Linked DNA regions of Oryctolagus cuniculus: region 1 is linked to region 2. Evidence: chromatin contacts called from public Micro-C data. All regions are on one chromosome and are shown on one strand. The core of a region is the stretch at or near the end of the contact, and the rest is flanking DNA. Distances in the headings are between cores, read along the strand shown. Region 1 holds the start of STAM2 (signal transducing adaptor molecule 2). Region 2 holds the start of FMNL2 (formin like 2).

Region 1 (4,257 bases), core at 1,564-4,063, 140 kb after region 2:
AAGATTTATTTTAGGCCGGCGCCACGGCTCAGTAGGCTAATCCTCCACCTGTGGCGCCGGCACCCCAGGTTCTAGTCCCGGTTGGGGCGCCGGATTCTGTCCCGGTTGCCCCTCTTCCAGTCCAGCTCTCTGCTATGGCCTGGGAGTGCAGTGGAGGATGGCTCAAGTGCTTGGGCCCTGCACCCCATGGGAGACCAGGAGAAGCACCTGGCTCCTGGCTTCGACCAGCGGCTGCAGCGGCCATTGGAAGGTGAACCAACGATAAAGGAAGACCTTTCTCTCTGTCTCTCTCACTGTCCACTCTGCCTGTCAAAATAAATAAATAAATAAAATAAAAAAGGTGGAGATTTATTTTATTTATTTAAAAAGTACAGTTACAGGGAGAGAGAGAGGGATAGAGAGCGATAGAGCTATCTTCCATTCACTGGTTCACCCCCCAGATGGCTGCAATGGCTGGGTCTGGGCCAGGACAAAGCCAGAAGCCAAGAGCTTCTTTCAGGTCTCCCATGTGGGTTCATGCGCTCAAGCATTTGAACCATCTTTCACTGCTTTTCCGGATGCAACTAGCAACATTTCAGGTGATCGAGTGTCACATACGGCTAGCAGCCATCTGAAGAGTGCAAATATAAAACAAAAATGTAAACACACCTATCATTGCAAAGAAGCTGTATTGTAGGAGCTGGTGTTAAGGCATAATGGGTAAAGCTGCTGCCTGCAACGTGGCATCCCATGTGGGTCCTCTTGTGATCCAGCTGCTATTGGCCTGGGAAAATCAGTAGAAGATGGCCCAAAGTGCTTGGGCCCCTGCACCCACATAGGCGATTTGGATAAAGCTCCCGACTCCTGGCTTCAACCTGGCCCAGCTCTGGCTGTTGGGGTAATTTGGGGAGTGTACGAGCAGATAGAAGACCTCTCTCTCTCTGTCTCTCCTTGTCTGTAACTCTGACTTTCAAACCAATGAATAAATCTAGGAGGAGGAGGAGGAGGAGGAGGGGAAGGGGGGAAGACCACCCAAAGACAACAGAGGAGATACAAACAAGGAAATCAGAGAGAAAATTCTGGTCTCTGATACCTACAGCTACAGGGAATGGTGAACACAGCCTGAGCCCTGGGTGGATATAGGTAAAACCTCACAGTAAATGACTGTTTAATTCCAATGTATCTCGTCCAACTCTCAGTAAAACACTACAAGGCATACTGAAAGACAAAAACGGTTTGAAGAGGCAGAGCAAGCAACAGAACTAGACTCAGATACAGCAAGAATGTTAGAATTATCACACCATGACGTTGATTTATGTGTTAGGGGCTCAAATGGAAAAATGGAAAAATTAATAATATAAACAGAGAAATAGAAATAAGAAAGAATCCAAAGAAAATACTGTAAATACAAAACACTGCAGCAGAAATGAAGAATGCCCTAATGGGCTCCTCAGCAGAAACTACAGGGCCAAAGAATCTGAATCTGAAAATCTAAAATGCAAAGAAAAGAAAAAAGAATTTAAAATAATGGAGTATGTAAGAACCGAGGGAGAATTACAAAAAGCATAATGGAAATATCAAAAGAAAAAGAACAAAAGAAATATCTGAAGCAACGACTGTGAATTTCCCAAAATTAATGATACTACAGATCCAACGACAGATACAACGCCGAACAGTACGAATTCCAAAAAACTCTATACATAAGTACATCCCAATCAATATACAGAAGATCAAAGGCAAAGAGAAAATCTGAAAGAAGCCCGAGATGGGGAAAACACCTTACTACCTACAGGGGAGTAAGGATAAGAACTACAAGTGGGTTCAGAAACCATGGAGGCACGAAGAGAAAAAGTGAACTATTTAAAGTGTACAATGAAAAAAAAAAAACCACCAATCTAGAATTCTCTATCTATTGAAATTAACCTTTAAAAGTAACGAAGAAACAGGCTTTCTCTGGCACACGAAATTCGAAGGAATCTGGCGACAGTGGAATTATCTTACAATAAATGTGAACAGAAGTGCTCAGGGAGAAGGAACACGACATAGGGCCGAAATGTGGATCTACATCTTCAAAACGAAAAGCAGTAAAAGAACAGGTGAAAATAAGATAAAATCTTTTTCCTTATAAAATTTTTCCTTAATTGAATAGCTAACATGCTAGCTATTAGTCCAATTAATAGTCACTGTGAGAGAGAGGAAACATTAGGACAAAAGTGAAGTCAAGGGGCTGGGGCTGTGGCATAGTGGATAAAGAGGCCAACCTGTGAGATAAACACAAGTTCGTTGTCTCATGAGGGGAGACAGACAACCTAGGAGGCAATTATGTCCTCGGGAAAACCATGACGGAGGGCGACGAGGGGCAGGGAAGGTGTGAGTCCAAGGGGTGCTGACATTCCAGTGCCGGGCCGGATGCGACGGCCATCTGTTTGCTAATTACTAGTCCCACACGGTCGCCTACGACCTCGTACATAGGCACTGCCCCTGTGAAGAGTAGGGGGTTTGCCTCATCCGCCTTCGGATTCCCGGAGTGAGCACTGCTTTTACGGCGAGGAGGCGGCGGGAGGCGAAAGGTACGAGTCCCTGCAGAGCCCTAAGCGCCGCGACCACCGCTTCCCATGGGCGGCTGTTCTCGGGGGATTTGGGGCGCAGCGCCCTAGAGGTGGGCGAGCAGAGCTAAGCCAGGCCTCGGGCAGACTCGCAAAGCCACCGCGCCGCCAGCGGCTCCGTTTCCAGGGCTACCGCACTGTGACGCGAACGCAGCCACGGGCGCTCAGCGGCCGCCGGCGACCAGACCTGCAGCCCTAGAACTCCATCAGCAAGAAGAACCGGGCAGTTACGATCCGCGCCCCCAACTCCGCCCGCCCCACGAAAAACCCGGGCCCGCCGCGCCCCCTGCCGCGCCGCCGGTCGCATTGCAGCTTCCGGACCTCCTGCGTTTCTCATCAGCAACTTCCGTTTCCGAAGGTCCCGGCTCCGTGGCTTGCCGAGGTCCTCGCCACGGAAAGGTGGCCGCGCCAAACGCCTGAGCCCTGCGAAGGCCTGGGACCAGGACTGCTGCCTCCTCTAGGTGGGCGGCTGCGACAGGGGCGCTGAGAGGATGCCCGATGCCGGCGGGACGTCGTCCCAAAAGCGGAGTCGGGGGCGGAGCGCCCGCTGGCAGCCCGTCAGGCAGGCAGGCGTCAAGCCGGCCCGCGGGCGGAAGAACGGGGCGGGCGTCCGGAGCGGAGTCGTCTAGGAAGCCGCGGTCCCGGGTCAGCCGGCGGGGAGGAGCTGCTGAGACCCAGCCAGACCGCAGGGACGCGGACCCGGACGCCGGCGAGATGCCACTGTTCACCGCCAACCCCTTCGAGCAGGACGTGGGTGAGTGCTGCGCCGGGTCCTGGGCGGCTGTAGGTGCAGCCGGAAAGTGGGCGGCGGCGACTCTGACTGCGGACTGGGAAGGGGCGGTGCCGCCGCCTCTGCGACGGAATGTTTTGGGGGCGATCTCGGCGCGTCGCAGGGGGTCTAGGGAGTACTTCCTGCCTGCGTAGGTTGGAGATCCCTAAAGGGCGGTGCCCCTCGCCGGGCGCCGGGAATACGGCCGAGCTGGAGTTGGAGTCTGGACTGATTGCATACTTAGGGAGTTGTCGCGAACTTTCTGCCCCTCTTGGAGCCTGTTGATGAGCCCTCCTGCCTTGGAAGAGGCGGCGGCTGTGGATACCATACTGTCTAGGGCAGCTCGGCGCTGGAGAGGTCGGCTGCCCCGTGTCGAATGGGGAGAGCTCACGTACACGCGCGTGCAAGCGCTGATGGCACACATTCAGAATTCATGGACGGTTGTACAGGTGCCGTCCTACATTCAGAATTCACGTACGGTTGTACAGGTGCCGTCCCTTACCTTCGATCGCGCAGATGCGACACGTCCTGTCTTGGGAGATGAAAAGGAAAACTCTGGCATCTCAGAAAAGGCTAGAACATCTCGCATTTTCTGCTTGAAAACTTGTCTGGTAAAAGTAGACTGCGTTGTTCTGCCCCCTGCACTGTTCCAGAGCTTCCCCTTAGTGGCTCCTGAGCCCCTGCAGGATTTAGTGGGTCACACTTTAGCATCACTTCGGTAAGAGAGTTACCACTGTTGAGATGAAAAGTACTGTTGTTCATAGATGATCTCGTGGACAGTGCCGTCATCCAAAGCTTCAGGCGCTTGCTTGTCAGCTCATGTGTGACTGGATTCAGTATCCAAAGGCAACTTAAGGATAAAAAGCTAATTCTACAAGTGGATGGAATTAGAGAAAGTGGAAT
Region 2 (4,524 bases), core at 1,872-4,371:
TTAAGTCAATCATCTTTGCCCTTAAATCTAAGTTTTGTAATAATTCGTACAATAATGCTCAAAACAGATGCAAAGGAGGAGAGACTCTCCTTAGGAGAAGTAAACCCCTACGATTTGGAGCCAATAGTACTTACTGCACTCATTACTTCAGGGTCCCGGGCAGATGGGTGCAGGTGGCAAGTCCAGTAATTCATTTTCTTCTATTTAAGAACAAAAACTATTCCCTTTAAAAGTTATCCCTCCAATGATATTACCCAATAGTCTCCTACTCTGTCCTTTCCAATGCATACTCACTCATTTCATAGACTTGTACAATTTAACCCATAGAAACTGGTGAAGGGGGCAGGAAGGGGAACAGCCACTCAGAGTTTTGCTCTGTCCTAAGGCTTTCCTAACAAGCAATAAGGTGGACTTCCTTCATTTTGTTTACCCCTTCCCCAGGGCTTTAAATATGCTGGAGCCTAGAAGGAACTGTTTTCCTAGCCTGAAACAGCTCGTTAATTATTGATGTATGCCATACTTACAATGAGTTGCTTGTACACTTTTCTGCACAGTATTACTATCTAGTTCTCCTTCCAAAAACACATACAGGATCTTTACTATGTAAGAAAATAAAATTGGAAGCAAGGACAACTCAGTTCCCACTATTGAATGGTATTCTTCTGCATTAAGTACTCAGACCTCTGCCACCTAAAACCGTCTGGCATGCCAGCTTAATGTCCAGAATTGAATGGGTGAACTGATTTCTTAGGCAGAAGAAAATCAAAGTTAAGAGAATCACTTACACAACTTCAAAAAAGAATTGACTGACCACAAAATAAATCCCGGACACTTGGGACCTCTATCAGCCGGTGGTGATATTCAGGAGGGAGTCCTTCTAACTCTTCCCAGTGATTTCCCAAGAGCTACTGGAGCTGACTCAAAAAGTAAACCCCACTTTAGTGGTCCAAGGGCATCTTAACCAGAAGGTCCTGGAGCTGAGACTTGCCCAAAAGCTTTATCTCTTCAGGAAAAGTCTGTGTGTCTTTTGTTTTTGCTTTTTTGTTGGAGATGCTTAGACTGTTGTAAACAATCTTACAAAGAACTGAATCCAGTAACTGTGTGTGACACACAGGAGAGTAAAAGTAGCCACAACAACCAACGCCCCCAAGGAGCCTGTGATGTTCAACCATAAACGTCTACATCCTAAATTAGCGACTGCCAGACTTCATAGCAACACAAACCCACCATGTTAATGAGGAGACATTATTTTTCTGAAGATTCATCCATCCCATGTGTTATTAATCAGCAGGGTAACTGAACGCTCATGCAAAAAAAACTGCTATCCCAGTTGAGCAGAACTTAATTGCATTATTGTTATTATTATGGCTGCTGCACTGGTTTCCCTGGGTCCCTGGCTCCTCCACCACAAATATTCAGACACAGACAACACACATGGACGGGAAAACAGAAAACCCAGAGCCATAGGTCTGGTACGAGGAGCATTTTGAAGAGAAACGTTTGTCTTTGCAAAAACCGGTCAAGTATGCACCCAGGCTGCCTTGAGAAGCAATTAAGCCTAAGCTGTTTCATTTCAGAGTGTCCCATCTTGCACAGGGTGAGCAGCTGGGGGAGATCACAGAAAATGCAAAGCAAGACAGGCAACCTCCTCTGTCTCCCCGACAGCCGCACAATTTCCAGGTGGCCTCCATTCTCCCCAAGAGCACAAAGCTAACCTGCCCTCCAGAATAGTACGCCCAGAGCAGACCAGTCCCTTTCCAAGGCCATCCAAACGCTCAGAGTTCAGACCTCGGACGACCGATTTCTGACCTAGCACTCCAGTCCTTTCCCAAAGTAGTTAGGGTACAAGCCAAAAAGCCCCGCAGGCAATCACAATCACAATCGCCGACTGCCTCCATCCCAAGTTTCTCTCTCTCTCTCTCCGGGCGGGTTGTAAGGATAACCAGCCAGGCAGAGAGAGATGTCCGAGTTTGAGGAATAGGAATGGGACCCATCTTGCCCGCTGCCCTCCCAACCTCCCTTAAGAGATTGGGACACTGGAACTAGAATTCTTGGGACCAAACGCAGTACAGCCCCTGGCTGGGACTAGGGCGAAGCGCCACACCCTCTGCAGCTCGCCAGGCTCGGGCTGGGAGGGGCCCACAAACAGTCCCAGCAGGAAAGGGGCAAAGACAGAGGTCTTCAGAGCGTAGGATGCGAGGTGCTGAGGGAGAGGGACCGCGGGAGGCAGCGGGGGATTTGTCTGGGTGTGCAGGGGGAGGGGTCGCCCGAGCAGTCAGGACAGCTCGCAACACGTCCCCGCAAAACTGCACATTTTTGTGGTTTAAGATTTAAGACCAAGGAGAAGACGCTGAGGTTCTGCCCCGCCCAGGGCCCTTCTCTCCCGCCTGGGTTTCGGAGCCCCCTCCTCGCTGAGGGACCAGGGCAGCCAACAGCTGCCGGTCTCCTCTCTCTCTTTTGGGGGAAGCTCCCCCTCGCCCAAGCCGCGACATCCGCCCTCCAAGTTCGCGTCCGCTCCCCGCCCCGCGCGGCGTCTTCGGCCGGCCACCTGCGCCCATCTGCCCGGGACCCTGAAGGCCCTGGGCTGGGCGCCTGAGGAAAGGGGCTCGCGATTTTTTTTTTTTCTTTTTTAAACAAACAAAAAAACCTTAGCGGCTTGCAGCCGCCTCCACCCGGCCCGCGCCACCTTCCCTTCACGCCCACGCCGCACCTCCCGGGCACACGCGCCGCGAGGTGCCTCTCCCGCCAGACAATGGGTTCGGGGCCGGCGGGGCAGTCAGCCCGGGGCCCCCATCCCAGGACCTGGAGGCTGGCTGGGCGCGGGGGACTTCGGGGGAAAAGAGGAGAGGCGAGGTGAGGGCGGCCACAATGGGGAGGGTGGGCGCCTCCCCAGGGGACAGGAGGTCGCGCGGGGCGCAGAAGGGGAGGGGCCGGGGGTCCGCCGCGCCGCAGGTCGGGGCCCCACGCCCGGCCGCCTCACACTCACCAGCACGATGGCAAATCGCTCCTCCAGTTCCCCTGGCTCGGGCATCGGCAGCTTCAAAGGCACGTTGTGCGCCCTGAAATCGGTCTGCTGCGAATCCATGCTCCCCGCGTTGCCCATGTCGGCCGGCGCGGGGGCCGGGGTCGCTACCGGCCCCTCGCGTGCGCGTCGGAAATCAGAACAGCTCCCGGCGATCCGCTCCCCGCCCTCCGCCGCGCCCCGGCGAGTGTGCAGCGCACGCCGCTCCCTAGCAGCGCCCGGAGCTCAGCAGCCCGCCGGCCTCCCTCATGCTCTCCGCCGCCCCAACGCGGCCCCGGCCTCTCTTCCTCGCGAGGGGTCGTCAGGGCGCCGAGCGCCCCTCTGCATGGTGCGCCCCCGGCACACCGGCCCCTGCCAGCGATCGCGACCAGCAGGCGCGCGGTGCCGTTCCTCCGCCTCCCGCCGGGGCCGCCGCCGCCGCCGCTGACACTCGCAGCCCCGGACCGGCGTCCGCAGCGCTCGCTCGGCGAGCACCTGGAGCAGACAAACGCAGCTCGGCGCTCGCCGACACAATGCCCCCTCGCGGCCCCCGCCCCCGGCCCCGCTCCGCCCACCGCCCCGCGGACTGCCGGGACGCGTAGTTCCTGCCGCCAGTGTCCGCGCGCAGAAGCCACGCCCGCCCGGGAAGGCCCGCGGAGCTGGACCGCCAGCCGCCAGGGCAAGGTGCGCGCACGAGAGCCCAGCCTTAGATTCCTTTCAGCCCACCGACGGAAGGAACTGCCTCCTCTGCCTGGCCTCTGAGTCCTAGGCGCGTTTCACAAATGAATGAATGAAGGAAGCTGGTCAGTGAATCACTGTATGGGTTCTGGCCCCTGAAGTACCGCCAGTGTCCTATTCACAAGCTGGGAGGGGGTGGGCCCGGGGCTGCTTGCCTTGTTCCTTCTTCCATGTACGTGGTATGTGTTCTTTGATGTACCTGAAACCTTGTGTAAATATAGCATACTGGTGTATGGTCACGCTCTAAGAGTTGGATTCAATTCACTTCCAAACAAGCACCTGCCAAATACCTTCCACTCCTGAGTTACTGTGTTCCTTTGGTTAGAGAAAAAAAAAAAAAAAAATGGGGGGGTGGGTGGAGGGGTTGCCTCTGGCCTGAATTACTTTCCAATCAAAAAATGTTCACAAATGACCGTGTTTCGTGTGAGTTGGACATGATGACAGCGTGTTGGGCGGGGGGGTGCTTTGGGGATGAGCTTAGGCTGCAGTTCTTAGTCCTATGCCGCAGTTTTGCTTGTTGTGCTAAAAGGCTGGGCTTGACTCTGCCATCCGGGTTGTGTTTCAGACGGTAACTATCCATTCCAAAACCTTGGAGGTAGAGAGAAACAGCCTTAGAAGCGACTTTAGCTCACTGCTCATGCTGTACATTTCAAAGGCACCCCACCCCCACCCCGTTTGCCTCGTGGCTGTGTTCCTGTAGTTGGTCCCTTCTTAGTGTAAAATGGTGCTTCTTAGTCCTGGTCGTGCACCAGATTTACCTGGGGAGTTTTTTTGTGAAAGCCACA

The links. Hi-C and Micro-C count contacts between places; a contact is called where the count stands out from the background.
Region 1: a contact with region 2 is called in a Micro-C map of ear pinna, with 3 times the contacts expected there. The contact joins the promoter of STAM2 here to the promoter of FMNL2 in region 2. A contact is called at or near these places in 2 of 6 Hi-C or Micro-C datasets (ear pinna and an unstated tissue).

What each region holds. Positions count from the first base shown.
Region 1 is chr3:89,703,366-89,707,622 of mOryCun1.1, forward strand. STAM2 (signal transducing adaptor molecule 2) reads left to right here and starts at 2,814. Exons shown (of 14, transcript XM_051848619.2): 1 at 2,814-3,339. The coding sequence starts at 3,084.
Region 2 is chr3:89,558,435-89,562,958 of mOryCun1.1, forward strand. It overlaps FMNL2 (formin like 2), which reads right to left and starts at 3,122. Exons shown (of 25, transcript XM_051849554.2): 1 at 2,987-3,122. The coding sequence starts at 3,103.